Regions from separate parts of the Ovis aries genome. Here region 2 is linked to region 1. The links are chromatin contacts, called in public Hi-C maps. All regions are on one chromosome and are shown on one strand. The core of a region is the stretch at or near the end of the contact, and the rest is flanking DNA. Distances in the headings are between cores, read along the strand shown. Region 1 holds the start of GARRE1 (granule associated Rac and RHOG effector 1). Region 2 overlaps GARRE1 (granule associated Rac and RHOG effector 1).

Region 1 (4,720 bases), core at 1,033-3,532:
GGCCCAGCACAGCCATAGATAAATATATTTTCTCAAACTACACTCACCTTTAGCTGCATTAGCCCCCTAAGCCCCACTGACATCTCCAGCTCTCACCTAAGCTCCAGAGTTCCACCTCAATTGCCTACTTGGTGTGTCCTCTTCCACATGAAATCATGTTCACAAGGGCACTCATGACCTTTTACCTCTCTTCCTCACTTTCAAATGTGGTCTTCAGGAGCTTCCCTGCACTGAGTGTCACCACTCCAGTGGCTTATCCCAGAGACCCAGAAGAGCTTTAGGATTCCCTCCTCTTTCTGATCCTCCATGTCTAGTTCACCACTGACTTTATTCCCCGTTGGCACTCCCATAGTATGTGAATGACTTTCAAAGTGAGAGTCATGCACTCACTAATGTAAGAAGGTGATCTATTGGAGTAAAGGAAGAAAATATTAGGACTTAAGACTTATCTTTCAAAACTTTTCATAACATAAGCAGCATATTAGTAGTGTATTACATCTATATAAGTTGTAAGTAAATAAACCTGCACGATATTCAAATGTTTTCAAGAACAAAAAAAATGTGCAGGTCCTGGTCTAAACGAGGATCACCTTTTGCAAACAAAAAAAAGGAAATAGACTCCTTACTGATCTCCACATCCATCCAACTGCTGCTGCTGCTAAGTCACTTCAGTTGTGTCCGACTCTGTGCGACCCCATAGACGGCAGCCCACCAGGCTCCCCCGTCCCTGGGATTCTCCAGACAAGAACACTGGAGTGGGTTCCCATTTCCTTCTCCAATGCATGAAAATGAAAAGTGAAAGTGAAGTTGCTCAGTCGTGTCAGACTCTTAGCGACCCCATGGACTGCAGCCTACCAGGCTCCTCCGTCCATGGGATTTTTCCAGGCAAGAGTACTGGAGTGGGGTGCCATTGCCTTCTCCGATCCATCCAACTAGCTTGGTAAAATATACATAAAACGCACCATTTTAATCACGTTTAAGTGGCTGCTTTGCGGCATTAAGTACATTCACACTGTTGTGCAATCACCATCACATCCATCTGCAGAACTTTCTCATCTTCCCAACCCACAATTCTGTATCTATTTATTTATTTATTGGCTGCACCATGCAGCATGTGGGATCTTGTTACCCAAATAGGGAATGAAACCGCACCCCCTGCATTGGAAGCATGGAGTCAACCCTAACTGGATCATTTAGGGAAGTCCCTCTCTGTACCCATTAATTACAAACTCTGAATGCTCGAATGCTCCCCTCCTCCCAGTCCCTGTCAACTACCATTCTAGTCTCTGTCTCTATGAACTTGACTATTCTAGGTACCTCATTTAATTGGAATTATAGAATACTTGTCTTTTTGTGATTGGCTTCTTTCACTTAGCATAATGTCTTCAGTTTATCCTTTTGTAGTATGTGTCAGAATTCCCTTCCTTTTTAAGGCTAAATAATAGTCCACTGAATGGATATACCTCATTTTGTTTATCCAGTTCATGCATTGATGGACACCGGGTTGCTTCCACCTTTTTGACTTTTATGAATAATGTTGCTATTAACATGGGCATACGAATCTATGTCCACTCTTGTCTCTCCTCTCTAGTCCTTCTCCACAATATAGCCCAAGCAATCCTTTTAAACCCACAAGTATGGTCAAATCAAGTAAAATTTTCTCATCACGTTAGTTTCTTGAACACAAAGCCACTGAAAACATCTGCCGTTACTTCTGCAATAATATCCTTTCCTCCCTGCTTCTTCAACCCTTCCCACCTTAGGACCTTAACTCCTGCTCTTATCCTGAGGGAAGAATCCTCAGGTCACTCTCCTTCACTAGGTCTGGGGATTCTCTCCCTCCCCCATCAACTTTCCCCTCCTAGCACTTGTCTCAGTTGGCACTGTATCATCAAGCGCATTTATAACAATTATTATGTTTCCATCGCTGGAGAATAAACGTATGAGGGAGAGGGCACTATCCAGTTCCTACAGCGCCTACCAAGACCAGGCAGCTAATACGCGCTCAATTTCTCAGTAATTAATTTTAACAATAAATCTGTGTGGACGCAGCTGACCCCTCCCGCCCGGAGGCCAAGTCACAGTAGAGAAACTGGGTGGCTCTGGCCGCCGGTCCTCCAGCGCACCCTGGCTCTCCCACTCGGAGGTCGGGACGGAGGTGCAGGGCCGCCCGCGTCCCCCGCTCGCGTAGCGCGTTGCGAGGCGGGGTCGGCTCCCAGCCGCTGGGTCCTCAGCCACCCGGCGTCAGCCCGGGGCGGGGGCGGGGCCGGCCCGGATACGTCACTTCCGGTGTACACAGCCGGTCCTGGCGGTGCGAAGGGGGCCGGGGCGCGTCGCAGGTGAGGAGCGGGCACGAGCAGCCGCTGCCTGGCTCTGGCTGGCGGGCGGGCGGGCTCACCCACCGCGGGGCGGGAGGGCGGTGGGCCGCTGCCGGGGCTGGCGACTGGACGAGCTCGCTGGGCGTCGCTCCCGCTCGGGGCCTCAGGGCTCAGGGCCGTCGGCTCCCGCCCCTTGCCTGTCCGCTGTGGAGGACGCCGGGCTCAGGGGGAGCTGGCCGGGCGGACGGAAGCCCGGAGAGGCCTCGCGGCTCGTGCTTGGGACTGGGTGCGCGGCAGGGACCCCGCGGATACGGGACATGAGGGGCCGGGGGCGCTCCCTTGGGCCACCGGGGCCGGGGAGGTCGAGCTGGCCCTGGGACCCGCTCCCGGAAACCCCTCGGAGGAGTCCGCGGAGGGACCTCGGCCTATGGGTCTCGGGGTCCGCGGGGACTGCCTAGGGACGCGGCCCTCACGCCGCCCCGCGGCTGCCGGTCGGCTGAGCTCACCTTCCCCGTCGGGGCCGGGCCGGGCCGGGCCCCGAGGAACACGATTTTCCGGCCCCGCTGAGCCCGTTGGCGCAGTCGGGCCCAGGGAGGTTGCGCGGGGACCCCGAGAGGGCCGGGGCTGAGGATGAAGGACCCAAGCCCGAGACGCGAGCGTAGGGTCAGGGGTGTGTCTTCCTCTTCTGCTCGGTGCGAGGAAAGAACCTTGCCTGGTTGGCATGATAAGAATTTTGTTTATTCTCCTCACAAATTTTGCCAGATGGAATACTTAGCTTTGGGGGGAGAGGCCCTAATTTGAAAATAGCTTGTTTCCGCCCCTCACTCCCATTATAAAAGCAGTTCATTCTCGTTTCTTCTCGCTCAAGACAACACAAAGTGTTGTGACAGTACTTTTTAAAGTGACAATCATCCTGCAATCTACCACTCAGTGATAGCCATTGCTAACATTTTGGTGATACCAATAAATACATGTATTATCACTTTTATGGACTTCATAATATACCTTCATATTATACCTTCATAATAAATAAATAAATAAATTGTATATCACACTTTAACCAAGTCCTACTAATGAACATGTAGGTTGCTTCCAGTTCGTCATGGGAGAGATGATTCTGCCACAGGGATTTGTCTGATGGTTCTTTTAGTATACATTAACAAATGAGGTCAAAGGTAACATTCATTTTAAAAATGCGTAGTATTATTTTTCTTTTGTTGACGCTTCCAAAATTATTCTTCATTCCAGTATTTATAACATACATCCATCTTTGCTTCTCTTTTCATAGTTTTTGTTTTTCTTTTAGCTATTTAATTTACTTAAAATAGAGTTTTGGTTTAAGATATGAAAAATTTTCCAAATACCTTCCCAATTTTATTGAATAAGCTATGATTGCCATTTTATCATGTTTTACACCGAAACTTCTAAGTATGTGTTTGTAAGAGACTCCTTACAGGTTTGATATTTAGATTTTGTGTATGCTTTTTCAAAATTCCATTCACAGTATCTTTTGTAAAAATTATTTTTCTTTACAAGTCCAGGGAGTATTTAATGTTTGAATTTTAAAAAAAAATTTTGTTTTTTGAGATAGAAAGTTTAGTTACTACAGTTTCATTTGCTTTCTTGCTGACAAGATAACAAACTCCATATGAAGAGTTCAGGTTTGTTGTGGCAACTTTTCCGTCTGGCATTTGAGATTCTAATCTTCCTCTATTTTTGCACACGAATACGTAGGTTAGCATTGGAGACCAAGATAGAAAAGTTCTCAGATTCCCTTGGCAAGCCTAGATTTTTCTATCTAAAATTATCCCTGGATTTTTGGAAGACAGCATGTTTTAAGCATCCTCTTTAAAAAATTTTAAACAAGTTGCACATGATTCAGCTGAAATTTTTGCTAAATGTTTATTCTGTTGCTGATCTGAAGCCTAATACACCAGGAGCTTTTTGTCACGCAAATCTAACAAGTCTATAGGAAAATTACTGTTTCTGAGAGTTAGTGGACTGGGACATCACATGAGTTGAGTGTCCACTCTCTTCTTTTCCCTCCTGTGACTTTCTGCTTAATGGAAAATGATGACCTTCCAAGGTGGACAGAGAATGTTGGTTTGAATAAGGAATTGCTTTTTTGGAGTTACAGAAAAAGTGAGATCCCATTTTCTCTTAGTATAAGTTCACTGAAAGCCTGGATGTGTCAGGGGTTGTGCTTCAAATGTCTTTATTCATACTGAATCCATCCTCATGATGGTCCCTTAATGGATAGACACAGTGGCTGCTGCTTTCTCATTTCCTTTGATCATAAGTATTTGGCATGGTGAGCCACGCTTTCTTGCTGTTGTGAACCTCCTCTTGGTTGGCCTTCTTGATGCCATCGTGGTCATTATCTTAACTTTGTGACTGTGCTT
Region 2 (4,823 bases), core at 287-2,786, 67 kb after region 1:
GATGCTTTACCATCTGAAGGGTTGGTGATTCACGTCATGTCCCAGAATCTCCCTTCTGTGAGTTTCTCCATAAATTTCTAAATTTGATTATTAGTTAATTTATATTCATGTCTTCATTCCTATCAAACAGTAGATTTTTTTTTATGGACTCAGCTTGCAGGATCGTAGTTCCCTAATCAGGGATTGAACTAGGGCCTGCAGTAGTGAGAGTGTGGAGTCCTAACCACTGAACTGGCAAGGAATTCCCCAAGCAGTAAATTAAAAGCTCACGTTTTTGTAAGAGTTTTGTGTTCCTGAAATTGTTTTCTAATTCAGGTTCTTACTGAAAAATACTAAACTTAACTAGGATTCTCATTTTAAAGAAAACATTTCCAACTCTTGGATAATTGGGTAAATATAAACAGCTAGTACTAAAATGGTTAACAATGCAGTTTACTTCCAGAACTCTCCCTTTTTGATTGATTTCCTTTGTAATTCATTGCCCATCCTTGAAAGACGTCACAGACTACAGAGGCTCCCTCTGCTGGCTACTTTTGGTAAAAATGGCACAGTTTTCATGTTTTTGTGTCAATTTACAGAATATGTGCTTGTTAAGAAGAACTCAAAAAGAAGTAATTGCTTTACTCCAACTTAGAGAAAGTGAAATTATTAGCAAAACTAGTCAAGAATTTATTATTTACTTTGCTTTTAGCATAATGAAATATCTAAATTCTTTTTTTCCCCCCGAAAGTAGTATCTTACTTAGATTTTTAAACTGTCATATTTAAGCTGTTACCCATTCTTTCTTTCATCAAATATTTACTGAGTACCTAATATGTGACAGACACTGTTTGGGCTCTGGGAATTGAATCAGAAGCAAGACAGACAGGGTCCCTGCCCTTAACAGAGCTGGCCTTGTAATGGCGTGGGGGTTGGGGAGGGGACTGCTAATAAGCATAGGAGTTAAGTTCAGGCACTGGCAAGCGTATGAGGGGAATAAGAGTAGAGTGACATCATCTGTTAGAGAATAACAGGTAGAGATGGCAAGAGAAAGCTATTTTGGATGAGGAGGTCAGTCATGAAGGGTCTCTTTAAGGATGTGACATTTGAGAGGAGCCTGCCACGCAGAGAGCAGATGGGGAAAGCATCGCAGGCAGAAGGAACAGCAAATGCAGAGACCTGAGGAGTGTGCTGGTGTGACTGGAGGTATGCTGGGTGGCGGTGAAGACAGGAGTGGAAGCCAGGACTTGCAGGGTCCCTGGGGGACTAGAGTTTTATCTAAGAACAGGTAGAAGGTTTTAAGCCAATCAGGGTAGTTTGTCAAAAAGAATAGGTTTAGTTTCTTCAGGGGATTTTACTGATCAGTTCTCAAGACTGATGAATAACATAAAAATACCATTCTGTTGATTTTTAGAAAGAAATAATTAGTATTACCAGAAACCGTAGTACTTTCTGCATGACCAGAAAATGCTCACTTAGTGGGCGGACATGTGACCAGCCAGATCACAAGCAGAAGTTGGCTTGAGAACATAGAGCAAGTATGTCTTGGAGATCAGTGATTCCAGGCTGAGAGAATCAGGTGCATGGACCTCAGCCAGATCCACTGGCCAGGATTCTCTCCTAGGAGCCCAGGGCCTCGTCGGGTGCTGGCAGAGCTTGCCTTGTTGCTTGCTTTCTCTGGGGTTTCTGAGACTGGCCAGCTCACACCCTCACATATATTTCTTCTCAAGCCAAAGTCACACTGGGGGATGCTGCCACCTCCTTAGGGTGGCTTCGGCAAGTGTGATTTGCATCATTTAGCTCCCATAGCACTCAGTAACAGATGGCATCTTCCTGGTTCTCCCTCTCAGAAAAGGCCTGTTGATGGAGGTGTCCCAGGTGGGCAGTGGGGACCTGAATGCCAGCGGGAAAGCAGCTCTCAAAGGGGAGCAGCTCAGGCAAAGGCAACAGCATCAGAGATCCTGAGATGTGAGCAGATCCAACATATTCAGGGCGTATGAGAAGCCTAGTGGTTGGGACACCATAAAGAGGTGACAGTGAAGAGGATTGTGTCCAGAGAGGCAGGAGGTCCGGGTCACAGAGTCTTGAGCGCTGTGGTGAGGGGTTTGAATTTTATTTCAGCCACAATAGGATGCCACTGGAGGGTTTTGCACAGGGGAGTGGTGTGTTCTGATTTGTGCTAGAGGAGGCTCACTCTCTTGCTGTGTGGAGGAAAGTCAGGGCTGAAGCTGGTGTAGGACAGTGAAGGGGCGTTAGGACACCTGGAAGGCAGCCCCTGCACCGAACTCTTCTCTTCCTACTAAACAGATTCTAGACAGTTAGAAATCTGTGGAGACGCCAAGGCCCTGTTGTACTGCTTCCCCTTCCTATTGTGGAGCAGCAAGCCCCAGTGTTAGCCCTGTCAACCTCTAAATATTCTTATGATTACTAAATATTTCTTTGGTGCCAAAAGTTGTGGCCTTTTGTATAAGGCCTGCTTGAAAATTGGAACCCTGTTGTGGAGAAGAGCAGCCTAGACTCACGCAACTTGATTGGTGCCTGCTGCTGCTGCTGCTGCTGCTGCTGCTAAGTCGCTTCAGTCGTGTCCGTCTCTGTGCGACCCCATAGACGGCAGCCCATCAGGCTCTCCCGTCCCTGGGATTCTCCAGGCAAGAATACTGGAGTGGGTTACCATTTCCTTCTCCAATGCGTGAAAGTGAAAAGTGAAAGTGAAGCTGCTCAGTCCTGTCCGACTCCTAGCGACCCCATGGACTGCAGCCTTCCAGGCTCCTCCGTCCATGGGATTTTCCAGGCAAGAGTACTGGAGTGGGGTGCCATTGCCTTTTCCGATTGGTGCCTAGGTGCCTGAAAGAAGACCCGGCTACCATGTCCCTGCTGCAGAGAAGCCTAGATCCCGAGAAGACGCTGGGCCTGGTGGATGTGCTCTACACTGCGGTGCTGGACCTCACCCGCTGGAGGGCAGGGAGGTGGGTGTCCCTGCCGAGGAGCAGTGTGACCACTTACAGGGTCATGTGAGCTCATGTCACTCATAGTATGTGAGTAAATAAGGCAAGAAGGGGAACTTTGGGTCAACTTGTTATTTGGGAATAATTTCAAGCTTACAGAAAAGTTGCAGGAATAGAACAGAGAATCGCCCTTTATTTACCCAGACTCCCCAGTTTGTGAACACTTTTGCCTTCATTTGTTGTATCATTTCAGAGTTAAGTCCATCAAAAGGATTTTAACCAAGCTCACATTCTCCCTATGAACTCAGAGCAGAAAGGTGTTTAGAAAATTTACTTATATCTTGCATTAAATTTATTTATATCTGAAAGTGCTGACAGTTGCAAGATTATCTATTTGTGAATAAACTTTAGAACTGGTAGAGACCTTGAACATTTAGCCACAGGCCCTCTGCATGTCTTCATTCCTGAGCACACAGAGGCCCAGAACAGCAAGGTGACCTAACCAGGGTCACTGCAGCCATCACCTGCCCAGCTCCCCACCCCATGCCCTTTCCATCTCTAGGACTTTCTTTCAGTACTGGAAAAAAATGTGCAGAAAACTTTGGAAGTAACAGCCCTCTGTTCTTGGCACTGTCTGTGAATTACCTTCAAAGACAAGCCGGGCTGCCTTGTGTCCCTGGGTCCTGCCCACTCACCCCTCTCTGCTGTGTGGATTAGTCTGTTGACCCTCTGCTGGATCTGCCAGGCTCCCCTGTCATCCAGGGACACAGCCGACCTCTGCCAAATGCATCTCCCATGCTAGACTAGGCGTGCTTTGATCTCCTGCGTTGCAGTCAGAGGGTTTCACTCAAAAATCCTCATGCCAGAATCCTACTGTAGTTTTCATGGCCCTGTGTTAGACACGGTGAAAGTGAAAGTGTTAGTTGTTCAGTTGGCTATGGTAGATGTTTTATAATAAATGTAGATAGTAAGAGCTTAAATTATGTACTCTTAAAACTTTGGGATGTTTATGAAATAAATGAACCCAGTTCCAAACAAAGAGGTCTTTTCATTCTTAAAGTCTTTCTTGAACACCAAAGCAATCCCATTTTATTGTCCAGTTTGTATATTTGTCTTTTTTTAAAAAAATACATTTCCCTTTCAATAGGGAACAAGCTTTACCCTGCATACAGATCCAGCTTCAGAGGGAGATCTGTGATTTTGGAAATCAGGCTGACTTGCCTTCTGGGAATGGGAACAAGTCTTCAGGTGGCCTGCAAAAGACATTCTCCAAGCTGACCTCCCGGTTCACCAAGAAAGCCTCATGTCCCAGCTCGAGCAGCAACACGAGTTATTCCATTCCAAATACCCCTTCCAAAAACATCTTCATAGCCGGGTGTTCGGAAGAGAAGGCCAAAATGCCCACTAATATGGATTCAAGGCTACAAAGCATTTTGAACATTGGTAATTTCCCTAGGACTGCAGACCCTTCACAGTCAGCTCAGAATTCCAGTAATCACATGGCCAATGGTTTTCTCCTGGAGAGGCGTGACAACTTCCTGCAAGGGGATGATGGCAAGGATGAGAAGGGTATGAATTTGCCAACCGATCAGGAAATGCAGGAGGTGATCGATTTTCTCTCGGGCTTTAACATGGGCCAGTCACACCAGGGCTCCCCGCTGGTGACACGGCGTAACTCTGCTGCCACAGCCATGGGGACTGAGCAGAAGGCAGGAGCCATGCAGCCACAGCAGCCATCACTGCCAGTGCCCCCACCACCGCGGCCACCCCAGGCCGGGGCGCACACACCTCTGACACCCCAGCCGGGCCTGGCACCTCAGCAGCAGTCCCCAAAGCAACCGCAGCCCCAGGTCCAGTACTACCAACACCTGCTGCAACCTGTTGGACCTCAGCAGCCCC

The links. Hi-C and Micro-C count contacts between places; a contact is called where the count stands out from the background.
Region 2: a contact with region 1 is called in a Hi-C map of muscle, with 4 times the contacts expected there. The contact joins the enhancer-like site here to the promoter of GARRE1 in region 1. A contact is called at or near these places in 5 of 16 Hi-C or Micro-C datasets (blood, hypothalamus, muscle and 1 more).

Annotation. Positions count from the first base shown.
Region 1 is chr14:44,176,663-44,181,382 of ARS-UI_Ramb_v3.0, forward strand. GARRE1 (granule associated Rac and RHOG effector 1) reads left to right here and starts at 2,283. Exons shown (of 15, transcript XM_060398484.1): 1 at 2,283-2,339.
Region 2 is chr14:44,244,120-44,248,942 of ARS-UI_Ramb_v3.0, forward strand. It overlaps GARRE1 (granule associated Rac and RHOG effector 1), which reads left to right. Exons shown (of 15, transcript XM_060398484.1): 10 at 2,820-2,945; 11 at 4,072-4,823. Among named protein-coding and RNA genes, the nearest start is that of GPI, 21 kb to the right of the region's middle. Within about 2 kb of position 1,537, at least 3 of the 54 cell types and tissues checked have an H3K27ac peak or open chromatin away from gene starts, as enhancers often do. A contact at or near this core is called in muscle, where this site is marked.